Regions from separate parts of the Triticum aestivum genome. Here region 2 is linked to region 1. The links are chromatin contacts, called in public Hi-C maps. All regions are on one chromosome and are shown on one strand. Each heading gives the region's core, a stretch centred on a gene start, on an enhancer-like site or on the middle of the called end of the contact. The rest is flanking DNA. Distances are from core to core; before and after follow the strand shown.

The links. Hi-C and Micro-C count contacts between places; a contact is called where the count stands out from the background.
Region 2: a Hi-C map of leaf shows a contact between it and region 1, with 4 times the contacts expected there. The contact joins the promoter of LOC123166394 here to the promoter of LOC123168005 in region 1. A contact is called at or near these places in 3 of 5 Hi-C or Micro-C datasets (all in leaf).

The regions. Positions count from the first base shown.
Region 1 is chr7D:403,955,025-403,962,956 of IWGSC CS RefSeq v2.1, forward strand. LOC123168005 reads right to left here and starts at 4,396. Exons shown (of 3, transcript XM_044585867.1): 1 at 3,977-4,396; 2 at 1,028-1,142; 3 at 302-663. The coding sequence starts at 4,219. The coding sequence ends at 590.
Region 2 is chr7D:404,250,692-404,258,623 of IWGSC CS RefSeq v2.1, forward strand. LOC123166394 reads left to right here and starts at 3,240. Exons shown (of 10, transcript XM_044584193.1): 1 at 3,240-4,307; 2 at 4,636-4,920; 3 at 5,019-5,336; 4 at 5,503-5,730. The coding sequence starts at 3,759.

The DNA.
Region 1 (7,932 bases), core at 3,146-5,645:
TCTAGTTAGGGAGCCTTGCTGGTCCAACAAATGTTGATTTGCTTTCTGCCATAGGAAGAGTTATATGAGGAAAAAGGAGGAAGATATGGTCCTTTTGTTTTGTTTGACTGAGAAAAACAAACCTGTTAAACAGTAGCCATTTCCCCTTATAAACAGGGATGTGTCCTTCGATTCCCGCCTGTTTCTATTCCTTTTTATTTTTTACCAAGAACATCAGTTCTATTTTCTCGAGAGACAAATGAATCTCCAATGATTGGTGTAACTAAGCGAACGGGGATGTGGATGCAAACATGACATCCAATGAAGGACCATAATCTCTTTCAGAAATATGGGAATTTGGGCACAAACACTAACTTTTATCTTTTACAAATTTAGACGAATACAAAAGACTTCTGAGAACAAAGATCTGCATATAATGCAAGCATTTTTACTAGTGGAAAATACATGAAACTTCAAAATTAGACAGACAACACCCGCCTTATAAAGCATAAACAAGTCCTGGAAACTAGCCAGACCACACCCGTATTCTGAATCATAAACAGGTCCTCCAGAGCCTAGCACAGCAACTTGTTCCATGGCACTTCGGTAATCAGCGAAACCGCCGGGAGCTATCCTCACTTCCCAGTCCAAGGGATCTCTGTGCATTGGCAATCCCTTCTTCATCTGAAAGAGGTGCAGTCAAAGCAGAAATAAGCAATTGTGTTGTAATTGAAAAAACAACGAGGGGCACATAACATAAGTGAACTATAGTTAAAGTTATCTTGATATCTGGGCATCTGGCACATATTTTAGATTAACATAATATTGATCCGCTAACAGTGACCAACGCATTTGAGAAGAAAAAAATGTTATTTAGTCGGTTTTATTCTTGGTACGGGAATAGGATATCAATAACGGTGTTATTTTTTAGGAGTACTTAATTTATTCACTAGGAGGAAATGCTGAATTGTGTTATACAGAACAACAACGAATAGGATCAGAGTAAACCAGGTTAATACAATACTATCTTGCCATTGACTGAGCTCACCCCAGAACTGTGTGAAGATCTTGAAGAAAAAGTTCACATTACGGGAGACACTGTATGCCATCACAGGAGGAAGAGGCTTGACAAGTGTGTCCACCGTGAAAACTCTCCGCAGAAACTGCAAAACAAAGGGCTTCTTGTCAGACAATTAACCAACAACGAACAAAATAAGTACAAGATTCCTTTATTTCAAAATCAATTATCCTCGATAGGAGGGATTTGTTGATTTTCTTATCCGTCTAGACATCTAAATAAACTTCGAAGTGAATGAAACATTAGGACCACACAAAGTGAATGAAGTATTAGGAATCACACACAATGACAATATCTATCTTTTACCAAATAAGAAGTCAATATCTCTGTGATAGTTCTTATGCACAATATCAGGATCGCCTGTTTGCAACCCCTCCTCTCTGGGTTGACGTGTAACAAGGGGTATGCCTCTTTGGGGGGATGAGTCGCAAACCAAACAATTCCGGGTCGACGGCCATGGTAGGACATAGTTTTTTCATTGAGATTACTAGTACCATTTTTTTTCACTCACGCCAATTTTTAGAGGCTAAAAGTTTTGATATAGCAAAGAAGTACTACCTCCGTCTAGGTGAATAAGTCATTCGCGTAGTTCTAGGTCATCAATTTGAGGAATTAAATATGTGTTATATGTCATGAAAAGTATATCACTAGATTTCTACACAGATGTAGTTTCTAAATATATATTTTTTGTCACATATAATACATATTTAGATAGTTAAATCGTCGACCTAGAACTACGCGAATGACTTGTTCACCGAGACGGGGGTAGTATAGAAGATCAAGTGTCTAAATTGTAAAACAAATGGAAAAAGTTGGCATGTGACTTGCTGGGTTGGCCTAGCACAGCACACACATCTCTCTTATTTTGACGTACTCCAGCCCTAGCATCTTATTCTTACCCTCAACCACCAAGTCCTGAACACCATGTGTTAATTATATTCTAACCATCAGTCTCTCAGCTCCCACCAACACCCATCCTGCTGTCACTTCCGATCCCTCCATCCACCAGCAATAGATTGAAGCGCCGCTGTGGTTCTCTGACAAAGAATCAAAGGCAACCACAGGTACGCCAAGCGCAGGAAAGGGGCGGGCAACATCCAAGCATGGTCATGGTGCCACCATGGTAATAGCGGGATGAGGAGCCCAAGTGACACACAACGACGACTTCGTGCGAGTTCTCATTTGGGATCAAGAGCAACTGTTTTGGGCCGTGTTAAGTCCGTCAACCCACCGTGACCCCTACTTACTCGACACTAACCCTTGACTGGGGTGATTGATCATAGGTCAAGGGATGTGGCGTCGACCCATGATCCCTGTTTCTATGGGTAGGACTACTATGATGAACAAGTTAGTACAGAGTCAAGAAAAACTGTGATAAAGGCCATGCAGGGTAGAGGATACTCGGACATGGCCTTCCATTTACACAACTGTGCTTGTCAGTGGCAAATTATTTACTTGAACTAAAACTATGTTTTCTCGATATCTTGAGGAAAACAATATGGTCACCTGAATTAAGCTGGAAACCATGATATGAGAGAAACCAAGAGTTCTCTGTGATTTCTTATGCACAACATCAGGATCTCCTGTTTGCAACCCCTCCTCTCCGGGTTGAGGTGCAAGTACTATTTTTTTCACCCACGCCAATTTTTAGAGGTTAAAAGTTTTAATATAGCAAAGAAGTATACAAGGTCAAATATCTAAAATGTAAAACAAATGGAAAAAGTGGCATGTGACTTAACCCTCCAGCCCATACATCTCTCTTCTCTTCACGTACTCCAGCCCTAGCATCTTTACCGTCGACCCCCAAGTCCTGAACACCACGCATTAATTATAAACTAACCATCCGTCTCTCTGCTTCCTCCCTAGCATCTTTACCATCGACCCCCAAGTCCTGAACACCACGCATTAATTCTAAACTAACCATCCGTCTCTCTGCTTCCTCCAACACCCACCCTGCTGTCACTTCCGACCCCTCCATCCACAAGCAACAGATGAAGCACCACTGCGGTTGTCTGACAAAGAATCAAATGTAACCACAGGTATATTAAGCGCAGGAAAGTGCCGGGCAACATCCAAGCACGATCATGGGGCCGCGATGGTAACTGCAGGATGAGGAGCGCCAAGTGACACACAATGACGACTGCATAGTGCGAATTCTCATTGGGTATCGAGAGCAACAGTTTTGGGCCATGTTAAGTCCGTCAACCCACGGTGACCCCTAGTTACTCGACACTAACTCCGGATTGGGGTGATCGACCCCAGGTCAAGGGACGCGGCGTTGACCCATGATCGCTGTTTCTATGGGTAGGACTACTATGATGAACAAGCTAGCACAGATGTCAGGAAAAACTGTGATGAAAGCCATGCAGGGTAGAGGATACTTGGACATGGCCTTCCATTTACACAACTGTACTTGTCAGTGGCAAATTATTTACTTGAACTAAAAGTATTTTTTGTCGATATCTTGAGTAAAATAATATGGTCACCTTAATTAAGATGAAAACCATGATATGAGAGAAACCAATAGTTAGCAATTGTGGGGCTGTTTATTTCATCTAATACAGTTTACAAATTTGTGTTGCTATTGAACCTTTGTCTTAATTATTGTGGTTAGGGTTATGACGGTAAAAGGTGAAGTGCAATCTTGTGAATTTTGGCCAACAATGTTCAGTTGGTTTTGCAGTGCCTCTATCCAAAAAACCAAATCTACTGTTTCAGTTTTACTACCATTAGGTCCATTACCAGTTGATTGAACCCTAAACTTGTTAATTAATCCTGAGGAAATTCCTTCTGTTACAACTGCAGCCTCTGAGAGTTCACAATTCGTCGAACACCTAGAGCGAATCGCCCAACAGCAATAAACAAGGAAGAGGCATAGGGGGAGGGAAGAGATTGGTGCGTGGCGCGGGCGGGGCATACCCTGCTGTTGCGCTGGAAGGAGTAGCGCAGCTCGGGGTCGATCTCGTCCTCCTCGAAGTCGTCGACGGCGAGGTCGAGGTCCGGGCGCTTGCTGCGTGGCATGTTCATGGTGGGCGTCTCCCCTGGGTTGCTGGTGACGGTGACCTTCCCCTCGCGGCTCATCCTGGACGCCTCGTCGTCCTCCTCTGCCTCCCCCGTCCGCCATGGCGCCGACGACAGCAGCTCCTTCCTCTTCCTCACCATCGTCCCCTCCTTTCTTCTCGCGTGTTGTCGTTTGCTTTCGGTTTGGTTTTGCGAGGAGGAAGGAAGGGGATGACGATGACGAGAGGATGAGGTAGGAAAAGCTTTCCGTTGGGCTCTGGTGGGTCGGATTGGAGAGGAAGTGGACTTTTGTGGGCTGAATCACGTGCTTTAGCTCCGGGATGCACGCGATGGATGTCGTATGGGCCGGCCCATTTTACGTTTATTTATCGTTTTTTCCTTCTTTCATTTTTTGTTTTTTCTTTTCCTTTTTCCCTTTTCCTTTTCTCTTTTTATTTTCTTTAATTTTTTTCACGTGTTTTTGGGAATTTTATTTTCAAATTCGCCAACATTTTTTGTTCATCCTATTCAAAAAATGTTCATCGAATTCATTTTTTGTTCATCATATTTTAAAAACTTTCATCAAAATTCAAAATATGTTCATCGTATTCACAATTTGTTCATCATTTTCAAAAAATACTCATCAAATTCTAAAAATATTCATCAAATTCAAATTTTGATCATGGAATTCAAAATTTGTTCATCATTTTTTTTCAAAAAAAAATGTTCATCTAACTCAAAAAATGTTGATCCTATTCAAATTTTGTTCACTATAATTTTTAAAGATGTTCACCAAATTTAGAAACTTTCATCAATATCCAAATTCACTAGCATTTTTTGAATCAAGAGCATTTTTCAAATTCATGAATATTATTCGTATTCTGGGACATTTTTTGGCTCCACGAACTTTTCAAAATTCTCATTTTTTTTATTTGGAACTATTTCGAAACCTGAATTATTTAAATAAGTAAAAAATGAAAACGGAAAAAAGGGGGCGCCCCGCCGCCGCTCATGGGCCGGCCAAAATGGGCGCGTGAGGGGAGCAAGGGGTTCACGCTGTGACTCCCCCAGCACGCTGAATACGAAATCGCTAGTTGAGGAGTACTCGATGTAAAGATCACTCCAACTCCCCATGTTGCGACAAGTGACGCACATGCAGCGCGCCACTTGTCGCAACCTGAGAGTTTTTATCTCTCAAACCATGCGTCCAAATCTCAAACCGCTTTCACCGTTGGATTCCTCGCGTCGAAATCTTCAAGACTAGATCCCATGTTGACAGGTTTTGACGAACTTTTTTGTCAGGAAAAAACCGGACGAAAAAACCGAATCGGAAGCACGGGTTTTTCCCTTTCCGAAAGAGGCACGCCCGTGCCTCTCACGAAATCACAACTGTGCCTCTCGCGGAAACAAAACCATGACTCTCGCGGAAGGAGAAAAAAGCGAAAACGCGTTTTTTTTCGTTTCCGAGGAGGCACGGCCGTGACTCTCGCGAAAGCACACCCGTGCCTCTCGCGGAAGCAAAACCGTGAATCTCGCGAAAGGAAAAAAAACAGAAAACGCGTTTCTTTTTCGTTTCCGAGAGGCACGACCGTGACTCTCGTGAAAACCGTGCCTCTCGCGGAAGCAAAACCATGACTCTCGCGAAAGGAAAAAAAGAAAACACTTTTTTTCATTTCCGAGAGGCACGGCCGTGACTCTCGCGAAAGCACAACCGTGCCTCTCGCGGAAGCAAAACCGTGACTCTCGCGAAAGGAAAAAAACAGAAAACGCGTATTTTTCTGTTTCCGAGAGGCACGACCGTGCCTCTCGTGAAAGCAAAACCGTGGCTCTCGTGGAAGCAAAATTGTGACTCTTGTGAAAGAAAAAAAAACACGTTTTTTCGCGCCGGGAAAAAAACGTTTAAATAGCCGAAAACGCGTGTGAAAAAATTAAAAAAAATCAAAAGAAGCGCCCAGAGCGCGACACGTGACGAATGGCTAAGAGCGCGCCAAGTGTCGTTAATCGTTGCGAGGCTTCCGAAGAAGCGCTCGTTAACTAGTGGCTCCCCGCTGAATAGGAGGACCCTTGTGGGATGTCGTAGGCCCTTGCGTGTCAAAGTTGAATGGGTTGTCATTAATCAGCTTGAGGGCGTATACGAATCGAGCTGAATTTCATTGACTCAGAACAAAGCATCAAAAGAACACAGACACAACAAGTCCACACCTATGTCTAAAAAAACAAGTTCACACCTGGCCTTAGTGAAGAAAATACAGTCTACGATTCATTCCCACAGTGTTTTAATACAATAGATTTTTTGACTTATCTATTGAGAATATCATTGACGCCAATTCTTCACGAAACCTCATACTTGAGTAAAATGATCGACCAGGTTTGATACCTCAAAATTTCACATTTTTTATTCTTTTCTAGTTTTTTTGTTACTATTCGTATAAGGTTCACGAGCACCCAAGGGCTCCAAGTCTGTGTCCCTACTATAATCTAATACTTCGTCCATTTCTTTGCATATAAGTTTTGTTTTAAGTCAAACTTCATAGAATTTCATCAAGATTGCGGAAAAAAATATGAACATTGACATCATCAAATCAATATCATTACATGTATCAGGGACTTAATTCATATCGTACACCTTAACTATTGTAGATGTTGATGCTTATATAGAAATTTGGTAAAATTTCACAAAGTCTGATTTAAGACAAATCTTATATGCGGAGTAAAAAGAAACAAAGGGAGTATTTCTCTAACGTGTATTGAGAATGCCCGCAATTCATGATAGTGGAATGTAGATCGCAACGGCTCGACGTGTTAGGAGAGAAACATAAATATGTTGAATTGTAATGCAGCGACGTAGGGACATTGACAAGTAGATAGCCGGCGGACGGAGAGAACTGCAGGCGTAGAGCGGCTGCGTTGGCACAACTTTCTTGTCATGATGGTGTCTTTGTAGTTGGCAGCCCTGCTTCCGGTTGGAATTAGTCTCTGGTTTCATACCAGCGGCAGCTAAGCTGAAAACCGGCCTCGCGTCCCTTTCCGATAGCTACCGCTCAACTGATGGCGATCCATGCCTGCTTCACACGCTTAATCTTTCTTCTTGAGAAGAGGTGGTATCTGATGGTGGCTTCTTCCGGGCAAAATCACAACTGACCAGTTGTTTCCGAGCAGAAGCAAACGCCACAAACCGGGACTTTTCCTCGTATTTTTCTTCTCAGTGCATGCTTTATTTTTAAAAAATTTGAAGCATCGGTGCATGCTTTATTCTTGTTCTGGACATATATAGGATCTGCTCCCTGTAAATTCCCGATATCTACTGGAATTTTTTTTCTAGGGTGTTTTCTTTTATTTTCATTTTGTCTGGATAACTGATTGTTACTCATAGAAGAATATGAAAATGTGAGAGAGGATTTTTAGATGTTACTGATTGTTAGGCCTATTCGAATATATCACACTTTTTTTGTGACAGCCGTATGAAACATTGTATGTTCTTGAGATTTCAAAAGGGCAGCTTCAGTGACTTCATGAAGCCAAGTCTCATCGTGACTTACCCCCCTTTACCGGCCATCCATTAAAGATCCGACGTACCAGATTGACCCATATTCCGAACTGGAAAGTTTAAAGTGTATAGAAAAAATAAAAAATCCAATAAATCATAAATGTTTCGTATTGTATCATGTGAAAGTTTCAATCCATGTGTTTATGAGTAAACATTTATTTATTTATTTGAGCTCAAAAGGCTATTTAATCACAAACCATACATTCAAGTGGGTTGAAATTTTTCCAGAATACAAAACGCAACATTTAAGATTTATTGAAAAAAAGTTCGATTTTTCTGAACACTTTAAAATTCTCAGTTCAGAATATGGGTCAATCTGGTACGTCGG
Region 2 (7,932 bases), core at 1,990-4,489, 290 kb after region 1:
GTTATTTGGTGACTGAATGTTGTTCAGAGTCCCGGATGAGATCACAGACATGACAAGGAGTCTCAAAATGGTCGAGAGGTAAAGATTCATATATAGGACGATGATATTCGGACACCGGAAGTGTTCTGGGGGTGCCGGGTACATATCGGGTCACCGAAAGGGGTTTCGGGCAACCCCCCGGCAACTATATGGGCCTAATGGGCCAAGAGGGAAAATGCAGCAGCCAGCATGGGCTGCTGCGCCCCCATATGAGCCGCACCTGAGGGAGAAGGAAAGAGGGGAAGAGAGAACGAAGGGGAGGGATTCGGCCTCCCCCTTCCTTCCCTCCTCCCTCCTCCTTCCTCCCCCCTCCGAAAGTTATGGTAGGGGGGGGGAATTGCACTAGGGCCCCAAGTAGGATTCCTCCTACTTGGGCGCCCCTTGGCTGTCCTCCTCCCCCTCCCACCTATATATACGCGGGGAGGGGGCGCCTAGATTACACACGAACATCTGTTAGCCGTGTGCGGTGCCCCTCTCCACAGTTTACGCCTCCGTTCATATTCACATAGTGCTTAGGCGAAGCCCTGCGCGGATTACTTCACCATCACCGTCACCATGTCGTCGTGCTGACGGAACTCTCCCTCGACACTTTGCTAGATCAAGAGTTCGAAGGACGTCATCGAGCTGAACGTGTGCAGAACTCGGAGGTGCCGTATGTTCGGTGCTTGATTGGTCAGAACGAGAAGAAGTTCGACTACATCAACCGCGTTGTCAAACGCTTCCGCTTTCGGTCTACGAGGGTACGTGGACACACTCTCCCCCTCTCGTTGTTATGCATCTCCTAGATAGATCTTGCACGAGCGTAGGCAATTTTTTGAAATTGCATGCTACGTTTCCCAACACGTAGTTAGTAGCTAGATGGATTCCTCTCTATCTTTTGATTCTCAATACAATGGTCTCTTGGAGATCCATATGATGTAATTCTTTTTGCGGTGTGTTTGTTGGGATCCGATGAACTTTGAGTTTATGAACATATCTATCTTTTTATACATGAAAGTTATTTGAGTCTTCTTTGATCTATTATATGCATGATTGCTTATAGCCTCGTATTTCTTCTTCGATATTTGAGTTTTTTTGGTCAACTTGATCTATTTATCTTGCAATGGGAATAGGTGCTTTGTGATGGGTTCGATCTTACGGTGCTTGATCCCAGTGACAGAAGGGGAACCGACACGTATGTATCATTGCTATTAAGGATAACAAGATGAGGTTTACTAATCTTGGACGTGATGCCTATGTAATGATCATTGCCTGGATATCGTCATGATTATTTGAAGTTTTATCAATTGCCCAACTGTATTTCGTTTACCCACCGTTTGCTATTTTTCTCGAGAGAAGCCACTAGTGAAATCTACGGCCCCGGGTCTCTTCTTTATTATATTTGCCTTCGTGATCTATTTTTATTTGCTTTATTTTCAGATCTATTAAACCAAAAATACAAAAATACCTTGCTACAATTTATTCTTATTTATTTTACCTCGCGTACCCGCGAGATCTATTTATCCAATCTATCATAATTTTATCCCGTCTACTTGCCAATTTCTGGGTCCGTTGCCCGAAAGGGATTGACAACCCCTTTAGTATGTCGGGTTGCGAGTATTTGTTATTTGTGTGCAGGTGCCGTTGGGTGGTTCTCCTACTGGTTCGATAACCTTGGTCTCATCACTGAGGGAAATACCTACAGTTGTTGTGCTGCATCATTCCTTCCTCTTTGGGAAAATACCGACGTAGTTCAAGCAAACATCAGATATCATTAAGTGTAATGATGATCCTAAAACAATATTGAGATTATGATGTTAGAAGAACGATCATATTGAATCAACCCAATCTTATTTGTTATGAATTGAGTTAATATCGTCTGCATTCAATTGTAATAACATGGAGTGTTAATGTGTGATATTGCTCCTTAGACCATGGGAGCATCATGGTCACTTCTTGGAGATTGTTGACGGAAACATGCATGGACCGATTTGTTTGCTAGTGCATACAGAGAGAAATAGTCCATACAAAACCGAAGAGAATGTTGTCTCCGGCGTGCGTGTCCGGGCCGGCTAGGCGGGCGCAAGCATCCACCATTGCCGGCGTGGGGGAGCAGCAGCCGGCGGGGGCAGAGGACGGCGTGGGGGAGGCACAAACTCCGCAGCCCGTGCGGAGCCAAGCGCGGGTCAGGAGGAGCCAGCTAGCGTCCTTGTTGCGCATACGGGGGAGAGGCGAGGCGGCCGATCTGGAACTGCCACCTGTGTCCACCTTAGACCTCTCGAGGGCAATGCGAAGGGCCAACTTCCCGTCGGAGTCGGAGGAGGAATGGCTGCCGGCGCTCGACATGGTCGCTGCAGTCGCCGGAGTCGTCGGAGTGGATTGAATTGGAGAAATCGAAGGGGAGAAGAAGAGACGGATCGAGAGTGGAGTGAGCTAGGGTTTCCGGACTGGGGATATTTGTGGGGTCGGGGTGGGCCGAGTCCGATGTGGCGGACACCCCCGGGCAGCCCCATATGCGCCCTATATTTGGGCTGGATATGAGGGGCGTCGGACAACCCGGACGTTTGAGGCCATTTAAGGCGCCCGTCTGAATCAGATTTTGGTGACCGGTCAGTGACCGTGCGGACCGTCCGGGCGTTTGAGGCTGGCTTGGAGCGCCCGGGTGTAGATGCTCTTATACTATTTTTTGATGGCAAATAGTACAATATACTTGGGTCTAGCTGTCTCGTACGTTATTGAGAAAAACAAAACTGTTTCACAAAAATCAAGTAGGTAATTAATCACAAAGTTAGCACATGGACTGGACCTTGCAACAAAATAATTGAACCTTGAACCAACCTTGATTTCTCTCGCTATATACAGCTTGTCACTCCTTTTATTCACAGCTAGTACCACTAATTTATCATATCTCTAACCACGCCCTCTTCACCATAATTGTACGTGTGCTATTCATCTGTTGACTTCTTCTAATTTCCTGCCAATGTTTTTGGATGCTTTTGACACGGCCAAGTTTGACAAAACCAGAGGGAATCAAAGATCACATGGCTAAGCAATTGAATAGAGATTCGAGTTTCCCGATTTTCCAAAAACTGTCTGCGCCCTTGATTCCCAATTTCTTTCTTCATATAAAAATAAAAGTAAAACAGGAACTAACGTCTCCTTCTCTCCCTCTCGCTGACAATTTCTCTCTCTCTCTCTCTCTCTCTCTCTCTGCCCTCTCCCTTTTTTTCACCAACCAAAAAGGAGAAGGGAAGGGAAGCAGAAGACCGGGTACTTGCAACAGACCAAACAAAAGGACCCAAGAAAAAGGCCAGCACTCAGGAAGGAGAGAGGGAGGGAGGGAGATCTGCGGGGCGACGCGTTGCGGTTTTCCGGCGGCAAGGTTCGATTTTGATCCCAGCCCACCCCGGATTCCCCGCCCCGGTTCGTCCCTGCCCAACTCGCGCCGCTTCCACTCAAGTGCTCCAAGAAGATCCCGATTTCCGTTGCAGTTGTGGAGTCCCAGTTCCAGTGGTCGTTGCCGCCGGTTCCTGGCCACGCGCTCCCTGATTCGGAAGTTGCTGGAGCGGAGGGGGACTTCCTCCGGCTCCCGAGTGTCTGCCTTCTGATTTGGATCTGCGGAGGAGCCCGGATTGGCGCTCCAACTTGGGGAGCAATGAGGGCCTGATGCGGGAGAAAGTTTCTTCAAGTCGTCGTCTTGATTCTCTTGGAGTAGGGTTTCCTGCCGGGATCCTTATCCCATGGGATGCGTCAGTTCGAAGCAATTCCATGGCGGCGACGAGTGTGGCGGCGAGGGGAAGCCTCGCCGCCGCCCATCCAGCAACTCGCTGAGGCGTCTGGTTAGTTACAACTCCAGCAAGAGGCACGAGGACTTGGAGGAGGATGAAGAAGAAGGGGGAGTTGTGGCAGCCACGTCCTCCAGCGTGGGGCACCGTGTTGCCAAAGATGCCAGCACGGCCAGGCTGATTCGGAAGCCCCCTGCGCCGGTGGTCGATGCAGTGGTGCCGCTGCCAGAGGAAGTGGCCGCAACCGCCGCTAGCGTTGTCGATGTGGAGAGGGCGGTTGCTGCCCCTGTGAATCGCAGGCGTGCTCCAAATGGCGTCGCAGAGCAAGAACCAAGGAGTGGTGGCATCAGGGGTGAGGTGAAGCCAAGGATCATAGATGTGCCGAATGGAGTGGTGGGGGAGCATGTGGCGGCTGGCTGGCCGAGGTGGCTTACGGAGGTGGCAACAGAGGCGGTCCGTGGGTGGCAGCCTCGCAAGGCAGAGTCCTTCGAGAAGTTGGACAAGGTTCATCCTTACCACAAATTTATCATCTTGTTTCTCTTTCAAGACCTTCATTAGCCATCTATGTTCTGAATTGTGTTTGGGTGTGATTTAGTGTGAATGTTTCAAAGCGCTTGAACATTTTCCAATGGCATAGGACATTCTGTCAGTTGCAATAGTGTAAATACATCTAGATCCCATAAGCTTTGTCGTGGTGCAGTTAGAAAAATAGAGCCCACACTCAGCTCCTAGTCCTTTAAAGCAATCTGATTGATTAGAATTGAAACTACTATAGGACTGCTGATTCTGCGCTACTACGCTTTTTCTCACCCTTGCCTTTTAAATATTTCAGATAGGGCAAGGTACCTACAGCAGCGTTTACAAAGCACGCGATCTTGAGAATGGAAAAATTGTGGCACTTAAGAAAGTTCGATTTGCCAATATGGATCCTGAGAGTGTTCGATTTATGGCGAGGGAAATTCACATCTTAAGAAGACTTGATAATCCAAATGTTATTAAGCTCGAAGGTTTGGTGACATCACGCATGTCTAGTAGCTTGTATCTCGTGTTCGAATACATGGAGCATGATCTTGCAGGACTTGCTGCTACACCTGGCATAAAATTCACAGAGGCTCAGGTTTTCCTTCTGGACATTTTCTTTGATCTCCATTCAAAGGTTTTCTATTGTGCCTTTAGTTTTCATTCCGTGCTGACTTCGGAAAATGACCTATTCAGGTCAAGTGTTACATGCACCAACTACTGTCTGGACTTGGTCACTGTCATAGTCGTGGTGTTTTGCATCGGGATATAAAGGGTGCTAATCTTCTGCTTGACAATAATGGTGCCCTCAAAATAGCAGATTTTGGTCTAGCTACATTCTTTAATCCGAACCAAAAGCAGAATTTGACAAGTCGTGTTGTAACTTTATGGTACCGGCCCCCGGAACTTTTGTTGGGTGCTACTAACTATGGTGCCACGGTTGATCTCTGGAGTGCTGGTTGCATCCTTGCGGAATTGCTGTCAGGGAAGCCTATCATGCCAGGACGAACTGAGGTACTGTTTGACTACTGCCGCAGTCATAATTTGCTCAAACTCAAGACTGTTGCTTCTTTGGATTAATCCTACTTGTGTACTTACGTTAGTCTTGAATAGTTCTGTGAATCTATGTCGTTAACTTTATGACACTTAAGGTCAATTTTTGTTGTCTAAACTCTTTCAGGTGGAACAGTTGCACAAAATATTCAAGCTTTGTGGTTCACCATCAGAGGAGTTCTGGGCTAATTTGAAGTTATCGCGTGCTACCATCTTCAAACCACAACATCCGTATCGTCGTTGTGTGAATGATGTATATAAGGACTTCCCTCCTTCAGCTTTGGCACTTCTGGATCGTTTACTTGCTGTAGAACCTGATAATAGGGGTACTGCGGCGTCTGCCCTTGAAAGTGAAGTAAGTTCTGGCTGCCCTTACATTCATTTGATCCATTATATGGCTGCTGTATTGCCTGTCATAAAGAGAATCTATGGTCAGATGTGTCTAAAATGTTAGCTAAAAGTGCTTTATGTCCCTGCAATCGCATATAAACATAATTGGCGTGCCATTTGGTGGATCTGAAAATAGTGAGTTTTACACATTTACAACTAGTACAACCTCATACTTGCATTCTACCTCTACTTTTCAGGGTTGCTGACTTTTGCTACTCTCCTGTTAGATGTACATTTGTCATGCAGCTCTGTTTCTGATTCGGTCAACACCCATTAGCACCTTTTGAGGGTTGCACAATGCCCATAAGCACCGTTTGATGGTCCCACATGTCATATTCTTCCTCCTGGCTCTTCCTATTCGATATCTCCTCTGATTCGTCTCTCCCATCAGCCTAGATGCAGTAGTGAACCTCCCTTGCCAGTTGCTACAGGATGACACCATGGTGGCCTCCATGCAGCACCTTGGAATGGAATTGCTGAACTTAGGGCACCTACCCCATTTGGAAAAGGACCATCAAGAATACATGTTAAGTATAAGTTGCATGCCAATTTAGAAGCCATCTTGAGCAGCAATAATTATAGGCAAAAAGTTTTATAGTTAAACAAAACAAATGACCATATCTTGGTCTCTCTCTCTCTTCTGTACAATCAATCAAGCAGATCATGCATAGGGTCATGCCTGCTGCTGTCGCTCAGCCTCCTCCGCGTCAGACGTGGCCTCCAAGTTCACCTCGTCGTGTTGGACGCAGTCAGCTGGCAAGGCGGCCCAAACACCGACGCAAGCTTTGTCACACTTGAGCTCCCAGTCCCTGTTGTTTGCAGGGATGAGGCTCAGCTCGACTCTTTGAGCTGGAGGGCCGTCCGGATCTTGCCAGTTGGCCCCATATGGTGATTGTGTGCTTTGGTGGGAACATGAGCCCAATGTTGACACGAGCTGGACATGCCGGCCACAAGGTGGAGGTTGCGGAAGAGAGGGATGAAATGCCAGATCTCTGTAGTGGAGAGAGGGGATGGAGGAGGTAAAGTGGCTTAGAAGGAAGAAGCATCGGACAGAATGTCCATGGGCATTTTGGTCCTTTAATATCTCACTAAACTGCAAGGTGGATGGAAAAGGAGCAGTGGCAACTGCAAATAAGGTTAACAGAAGAGTGAATAGTGAGTAGCTCTAAGTGGTTGTTTGGATAAGTAGGATTATAGGAACAAGTATACACAAAACCTTGTTTGGATGATAAAACATGTTTAAACACGAGGCTGCGCCGTCGCCGCCCTGTAAGAGATGAACGCGTCCAGTTTCGACGCCGGCACTCTCGTCGTACTTCCTGGATGGGGTCCATCATTGTCGCGGCCGAAGAGAGAGTAGCGCTGCAGCTGCTGGGTTGGTTGACATCATCGCCGGTGATGGTTCCTTGGGCAGCGGTGAAGGTGAGGACCGACGAAGATGCACTGTTGTGGCCTCGAGGAAGCCAGCCTGCTCGAGCACGAGATCATGTTAACAGCCGAATTACTACTAGAACGTGAATTCATCATCATCAAAAGCAATCTGAATGCTCGCACGTGAATTTTTTGCATGAGTGACAGTAATGAGAATGACCAATCATTCAAGAACAAGAACGAGCATACAAGGAATCTGTTGCTGCCACACAAAATCAAGATCAAATTTATAAGAGACCGCCGTCCGCGAGGAAGACGCGAGAGGAGTGCCCGCTCGAGTAGGATCAGTGGTCGACTGTGATGGCGAGTTGGTGTCGGCCGCTGGTGACGCGGGATGAGGGCTTGCCGGGGAAGGACCGATGGTCGACGGCGATGACGATGGTCCGACGATGGCGACGGCCGCGAGCGACGCGAGATCAGTTGTCGTTGGGGTAGGACCAGTGGTCGACGATGACGGCGGCGGCCGGCGGCAACGGCGAGGGCCGCGGGTGGTGCGGTATGCGTTGATGAGTTGTTGCTGGGAAAGGACTCGACGGCGACGGCAACATGCAGGCCAGCTGCGCTGTATGCCGGTCGCGTGCGGCGGGTGATGAACTTGTTTATAGAAAAACGTCTAATTGTCGTTTTTCCATAAACTCAGTTTTTCAGTTTTAGTAAAACCAAGATTTACTTATCCTTGGATTTGTTATGTTAACCAAACATAGTTTTAGTTTGTTGTAACCGAAAACGAGTGTAG